2 separate regions of the Gasterosteus aculeatus genome follow, and region 2 is linked to region 1. The links are chromatin contacts, called in public Hi-C maps. All regions are on one chromosome and are shown on one strand. The core of a region is the stretch at or near the end of the contact, and the rest is flanking DNA. Distances in the headings are between cores, read along the strand shown.

What was found. A called contact is a pair of places that touch in the nucleus more often than the background predicts.
Region 2: a Hi-C map of tail fin shows a contact between it and region 1, with 3 times the contacts expected there. The contact joins the promoter of arhgap32b here to the enhancer-like site in region 1. A contact is called at or near these places in 3 of 6 Hi-C or Micro-C datasets (skeletal muscle, tail fin and whole body).

What each region holds. Positions count from the first base shown.
Region 1 is chr7:16,317,294-16,320,924 of fGasAcu3.hap1.1, forward strand. arhgap32b (Rho GTPase activating protein 32b) reads right to left here. Exons shown (of 23, transcript XM_040180162.2): 3 at 2,663-2,768; 4 at 119-213. Among protein-coding and RNA genes, the nearest start is that of arhgap32b, 35 kb to the right of the region's middle. Within about 2 kb of position 2,033, at least 1 of the 9 cell types and tissues checked has open chromatin away from gene starts, as enhancers often do.
Region 2 is chr7:16,352,155-16,355,785 of fGasAcu3.hap1.1, forward strand. arhgap32b (Rho GTPase activating protein 32b) reads right to left here and starts at 1,951. Exons shown (of 23, transcript XM_040180162.2): 1 at 1,029-1,951. It overlaps LOC120821537 (vacuolar protein sorting-associated protein 26B-like), which reads right to left. Exons shown (of 6, transcript XM_040180166.2): 6 at 2,573-3,631.

The DNA of each region.
Region 1 (3,631 bases), core at 783-3,282:
AAACAGAGAAACAGTGGAGGAAGACACAGAAATAGAGGCGATAAACCGCCAGTTGAGAACGATGCATAAAGGCGGAGGAGACAGGCGGCATCGTGTGTGTGTGTGTGTGTCAGCTCACTTCTTGACGTTCTTGACCTTCATGCTGGCCGTGCTGCTGCTGCACGAGCGCATGAGATGCTCCGCCCTCAGCTCAGGGATCTCTGCACTCCTCGCCTAAAACAAGATGAGATTGATTACTTGAATTCAAGACAAAAAGATTCAATGAGATCAAAGTACTCATCCTGTACAGCTGTGTCAATTGTTTACTTGTATCTTTAGACGTTTCACATGAAATCCATTGTACTTCACTTCCTTTTAGGTGTTTCTGACGTGGGCAGACTGCTGGACGGTCGGTCATATTAAACCTACTTTGACCATCGGGATCATGTTTTACCTTCCATGTGGACCAGTTTCTACGGTTTATCAATAACCAATGCCAGAAGCCGACGGGGTTTATTAGGGCTTGAAATGTCCAGAGAGCCTCACAAACTCAACCCTCGTGTAAGGAGAGAGATTGGAATTGGGCCTTATTCTTCTCCAGCGCTAGTCCGGTCACAGAGGTGTGGCTAGACTTTTGGTGAACCAAATCAGAAGGAATTATTTCGACCAACGTAGGGCCAATACTTCCTGTTCTATGCGAAGATGGTTGTTTAGAGTTGAGAGACAACGCAGGTTCTTAGCTGGCTGTGGTCAACGGAACATTCACGGAAGGCCGGGAACTCGGTTTTATAGCGGGTGGCAGATTTGTTTTTCAGTAACCAGGTTATTGGAGCACACCTGGGAGAGAAACCAGGTACGACAAGGTAGTAAGATGGTTGTAAGATTGATTTACAACACAGTTCTATGAGAGTCTGATTGAAAGTAAAATGCCTCCGTGGGACAAAAGTACCAGAAAGTCACTGGCCAAGTGAGGTCAGAGAATGTGACGATGGGTAATGTCAAAGGGAAACAAGCTGGAGCAGAGCTGTGCCAGACGGTCAGTGACAGTGAAGGTGGAATGCAGACAAGGTCGTCCATGCAACGTGTTAGCGGTACCAAGCTGTCAGAGGCGTCTGCCCTGGTGTGGGCGGCTGGTTAGACACGGGCGTCACTTTAACTGCACATCCAGAGTACAGTTGACTGGTTAGTCCATCATAAGAAAAATAACTATTTTGATAATCGATCTATTAGAGATGCAAAATATTCTCTGATTCCAGCGTGTAATTTAAGTGGATTTGACGTAGGTCATTAAGGCCATTTTAGTTTGTTCCTGAAGGAGGCTTGAACAAAGATGGTGAATCGTTGGGAGAATATTTCAACATTTAATGATCTCCATTGAGACTAAAAGAGGCAAAGAGAGCCGGTGGAGCACAGCGAACGCACCACACATCTCCCAGTATTTTTACCAGTTCCGTTACTGAAAACAATAACCAGCTAAATCAATGTTGATGGAAGTAACACAGCCATAATATATGAAAGCTCAGGCTGCCACTATGTGAAATATTCAGGCTGAGCTACTTTCATGCATACCTACCAGTAAAACGTGTAAGTGTGCGCACGCGTGTGTGACCATAAAACAGCCATGGGCATATTCCTCGAATGCGTGACTCAGATGTTTGAAATCAATGTGAAAGCTTTGAACTCATTCCTTCTTATCCCTGTTCCCCTCTGTCATAGCAAATCTAGGACCACTGAAAACGTTTCCAGTGTTCCCTTTATCCCGCCGTCGCAGGATTTCTCCCTTTAATGCGCCGCTCTGCAGCCCGCACGGAGCAAGTCCAACCCACACGGGGCAGCAGGGCGTCGGTGTGACAGCTTACACTAAGTTGCTCAGGCTTCTCATCGTCTCCTCCGATCAGGACACATGAATACTGGAAGCAGCTACCGCTCGAATCAAATATTGAACAATGAATGGCAGAGTAAGGGTATCAAAAGCCCCGCCTCTTGTGATCAATATTAATTAGCCTGGCGAGATTCTCACACACACAGCCAACCGCGGGTGGCTCGGCATGTTACCATGGAGACGGCCTCATTTTTTTGTCAACGTGCTGTTGATGCTGAAGGAGCGAGACCCGAACCAAAGATGGTAAGGGAGGAAATTGTGAATGACGGTGAATGGAATCCGGCCTTCAGAGGGACGGGCTGAAATCGACAGAAGACACGGGAGTACGCAGGAGAGGGAAAGCATTAACACAGCAATAAGAAGGTGGTAGGAAGCAAAAAGCAGTCAGCCCTGACCTCCTGATGACATCACACAGGAGCTGTACGGGGGAATGCAGAATGTCCGTGTCAATCCAATCAGACATTCAACAGACTTTTGTCCTGCCGGCCTTGTACTCCGTCTCTGTGCGGTGCTGAGAACCTTTCTATCTTGCGGCTGGAGCCAAACCGCAAGAATACAAATACACTACAAATAAGAATTGTTCTCTCTAAAAAGAATTTCTTCTTAGAAAATGAAAATTATTATCAGCCAAGAAATCCATACTAATTATCAAGTTCACACGTATGAGCTTTAGTTGAGTCGAGACAAGAGCAGGACATTGAAGGAAAAAACGGTTTCCCACTCCAACGTATGTATTCAAAACAGTATCACATGTGCAAATGTTTATATGCAAAAGAGAGAATGTGTGTGAGTGTCTCTCACCATGGCACTGATGGTCTCCTCCCAGTCAGGTCTCTCTCTAGGATGGATGTTAGCCAGTTCAGGCACGATATCGTCGTCCTCCAGGTGGCGTCCAGGCCTCAGGCCCCTGCAGAAAAAACACACAAATCCAGGTGCTATTTCACTGATCAGTCCGTTAAAACGCTAAAATGACAACCACAACAATTTCCATGACGCCATGTAATGTTTTCAAATTGCTTGTTTGACAATCGATTTAAGTAATGATTGCTTATCAAAGTAGTTAAAGATGAATGTTCTTCATCGACTCGTCTTAGATGGACAGATGTCGCAAAAGTCAGTGTTTACCCTACAATTATGTGCGTAGGATTTGCTGCGCACGGCAGTTCTGTCCTGATGGACACACATAGACACGTGCGCACACGAGATGAGGGAAGGTATGGCTACCTCTTTGAGGTTCAAGTTCAGGTTCGGCATGCTAGGGAAGAAGTACAGTTTTTTGGGACGAACACGATGTGGTCACCATGCAGAAACCCCAATAGAAGGAAATGGAACTGGACAGAACATTTAACATATCTGACAATGGTTAAATTGAATTAGCATTAGGCCTTCAAAGAACCACTTAGAAAGTATGAATACAATTAGTGCAAGAGGACAATTGGAGGGAAATGATAAAACACGGTTGTTATTATTATTAGAGATTGTAAAACAAAGACACTACATGTTTTGCAAAAAAAGCCTTAAAGGAGAACAGTAAACACAATTGTAAACCCAAAGCCAATTAAAAGGTAAAAGACATAATATTGTAGTTCTGCCCACTGCACCAAATCCTGAACAAAGCACCGAACGGACACACACAGGGTGTATACACACACACACACACACACACACACACACACACACACACACACACACACACACACACACACACTCCCAATGGACCTTGTTAAAGCAAGTGATGCTGAAAAAGATCCTTTAGAAATGGAGCAGACA
Region 2 (3,631 bases), core at 701-3,200, 35 kb after region 1:
ACAGGTGATAACCACCAACACGCCACGAGTACCAGTATAGCTGTTCCAAAAACCGTGTGATGTCAGTGTTTGTTGACCCAAACACACACAGACATCCGGCACAGGTATACTTACCATGCCGCTGGTTTGTAAACTGTTCCCCCCCAATCAAGGCTAAGGCAGCAATGTAACTGGTTTTACGGGCGTGTTGTAACAACCAATCAGTCGTGTTTCCCAAGGGCGGTGATGGGAAAGCATCAAGAGACAACTACACCCAGCGGTGCCCTTGAGCAAGGCACATGTTGCCCAAAGGCTGACTGGAGATACTATGAGAGTCCTGTGGTTGAACAGGGGAGCACGGATATGAATGGTGTGTGTGTGTGTGTGTGTGTGTGTCCCAGTTTGTAGTTGGTTTGCTTTGTTAAATAAGGATTAAGGGCCTCCATGCATATCTGATTAAACCGTAATCTAATAAGGGAGTGGAGCATCAGAAGAGCATTGGAACTGTGGATCAAGTAACGAGAGAGAGAGCGAGCTCAGCTTTTAAGAGAGTCCCTCCTGGATCGCACATAGCTCAGGATTCAACGTTTCAAATGGAGCACAAATAGGAGAAACGTTTCTGACCCTCTCTCATAGGTCAGTGGGGCCCTTCGGTGTGTCCGCTGGAGCGGCACCACTGGTTCCAGTGAAGTTGCTGATGTTGGGATCCGGGCTGCACAACAGAAGAGTCCACACCAGGAGGACAACGCTGTCCAACGCGTCCTTTGTTACAAAGGGAGTTCATTTAACTGAAGTCACACTTGTTACTATTAACGTTGGTAACTGGACTCGACATAGAGTTTGGTAGTCGACGTTTGAACGAGAACAAAAGATGAACCCGAGAGCCCACCGTGGAGCGGACACACACACACACACACACACACACACACACACACGGTCTACCATTCACCGTGTGGCCGCTAGACACCGAGCGCAGCTCTACGCCGGCGAAGTGAAGTGAGAGGCGGGTTGGGGTCAGCATGGCCGCGCTCGGTGGGACCGGAGAGTACCTGTGTGTGGTTGAGGCGGGTCGGGGACCCCCGTTGGTCCGTGAGATGAGTTCAGCTTTCACCGTCTCCGTCTGGCGCTCCGCCGCTGTTCACTTCTCCTTCATCCCGGCGTGAACCGCAGCTCGCACCCAGACGTCAGGCAGAAAGAATTCGAGTCTATTCGTCAATGTCCCCCTGTCTCTCTCTCGGTCTCCAGCGGTAGTATTCAGTTAGGTTGACCCCAAACAACAAAAAGGCTCCCCCGGGACGGCAAGGTTCGCGGGAAGCGTTCAGTCCATTGCTGTGCTGTTCTGGGGGAAATAAAGACCACTACAGTCCTCCGTGGACCTTTTCCTAACAAAAGGTCAGCTAAATTGGCCCCTCGCTGGAGTTCCGGGACGCTGTTTCCACGTTTAAACTTGTCCGGGGGCTCTTCCTCCGGATGCAGCTGCACGGGGAGGCACGCAGCTCCGTGGAATCCGACCGGAGCGGCGCTATCTCTGTGCGACGTTCACGTGCTGTCGGAAAGAAGAAACCCAAACGACTAAGGAAATAGGACAACGTGCTATCGTCACGCTGTTCTCGGCAAGACGCGTGGGCTCGGGGATACGTCTGTGTCTGTGAATTCAAATTGTTAGACCCAAACAACTTCACACAACGGATCCATTTACATCGCTCGGATAACCCCGCTGGAGACTTGTTATAATCACCGTCGCGCTGCCGCCGTGCATTTGTTTGTTTGTGTGTTTCTCAGCGTAAACGCTTCACCTAATCGATTTCCATATGTGGCTAAATAAAGTTGGATCGGATATAGTTACCTTTTAAATAAAGCATTAATTTATTTTGTAGGAACGATGTTCATCAATCAACTGTAAGTGAGCCGCAGTTAGCCAGAGGCTAATTTCCATCTGTTGTCCCGATGATTTCTTTCCTCACCAAAGTTCAGCAATACATTCGATCCAAACCTGCCCTCTAGTGACCACAGCTGTTCCGCACGGGGAGGATTATTCTGCGGGACCATCAATCAGGCTTTTTATTTAGGGCGATCATGGGACTTTTTATTTCACAACTCCAAACAAATAAGCTCTGACCAGCTGGGGAAAGTCCCCATTGCTGTCAGAAGGACACACACAGCGATGCAACAGCTCTTCAACGCCGTCAACCACAGATTCCAGGGTTATTTCTACATGCAGACGCACGAGTCGGAGAACCAGTTTATGGATTTACTTCTCATTACAGGACCGTGGTTCAAGTGCATAGACACTGAGCTGGCATGCACTAAACATCAGGAATAATCTGCAATAATCTCTCAATAATGTGGTTTTAATGGCTCCATCTAGTTGTAAATGATGATCACAATTAATATTGTACATTCTAGTTAGTATTGAAGAGTGCCATTTTTTAATTTGAGTTTTATAGAAGGAAAAACATGCACCCAAATCAAACATGGTGATGGTATACATGTCATGCTAGTGAAAGAGAGAGAGCTGAGCCTGGGGAAAGATCATCTAGTGTCTTGACTTGAAGTGTTACAAAAAGGACAATTAACAGACAGAAGAAGCGCCTTTCAGTTACTCCCTTTTAATTAAAAGTAAAACAGGAATATATAAAATTGATTAAAATCAACATTTATAGACAGAGAGACCATACAGGACATTAAAACAAACAAAAAGCTGAGGAGGATGCATTTACACTGTACATTTCATAATTCAGTGCACAAACCGGGCTGGTTTGGCTTCTGTGTTTTTGCACCCAACAGTCAGTCTCATGAGAGAGAAGCAGGAACGGTGACTAACCAGGAAGTCAGCGTCACAGTGGTTCCCTCCACAGAAAGCCAAGGGATTGGATTAATGCAGGAAATCAGCTCTGCATCAAACCAGAAACCACAAGTAAACAGCTGACGTTGGGCTTTAAAGGAGCGCGGTCACATGACCTCAACGCCACTCACACAGAGGACCGGTGTTCTCAGGATGGCGTCTAGTTATCTCATTTAGAGCTGCCTTTTTAAAGACACTTAAATTCATTTTATGAAACGTTAAAATTTCTTCAGCTCGCGTTAAACGTAGACATTATTTCGGGCGTCTAAACACAAAAACAAACCAAGGATTTGGGGACAAGATTGAACATGAAAATGCTGATTCACTTTGGCAGCAGGAAGAAAAAAAAAAAAGATTCAGATTTTAAAACTTTAAAATGTTGTGTGCACCATGGATCAGAACGCTGGGTTCATTTCCACGTCTTTTTGATCCGTAGTGGCACGGGATGGTCAGTAGATGTGGATCTTATAGTTATTAGGGGTTAAACCCCATCTCTGAATATATGCTCAGACACTTTCAGCCTGCTCTGCCACAAGTTGAACCCCCTCCTATCCAGCAAAAAACACAAAGCTGATATGTTTGAAAATATATCTGCATTTGGACTGGGAAAGAAGGACTCAGCAGTGAGTATTGTCATTTTTAGCAAAGGGAAAAAAACGATTCCAAAACAAATAACACGTTCTCTTTTTCTAGTTGAACCCCTTGGGCAAGCTATAGGAATCACAATGAAAGTGTCTTCTCGGCTCGTATCAGCACGTCAGGCGTCCACACATTCTAGCAGAGACCCAAACAGAGGACAAGCCGCTT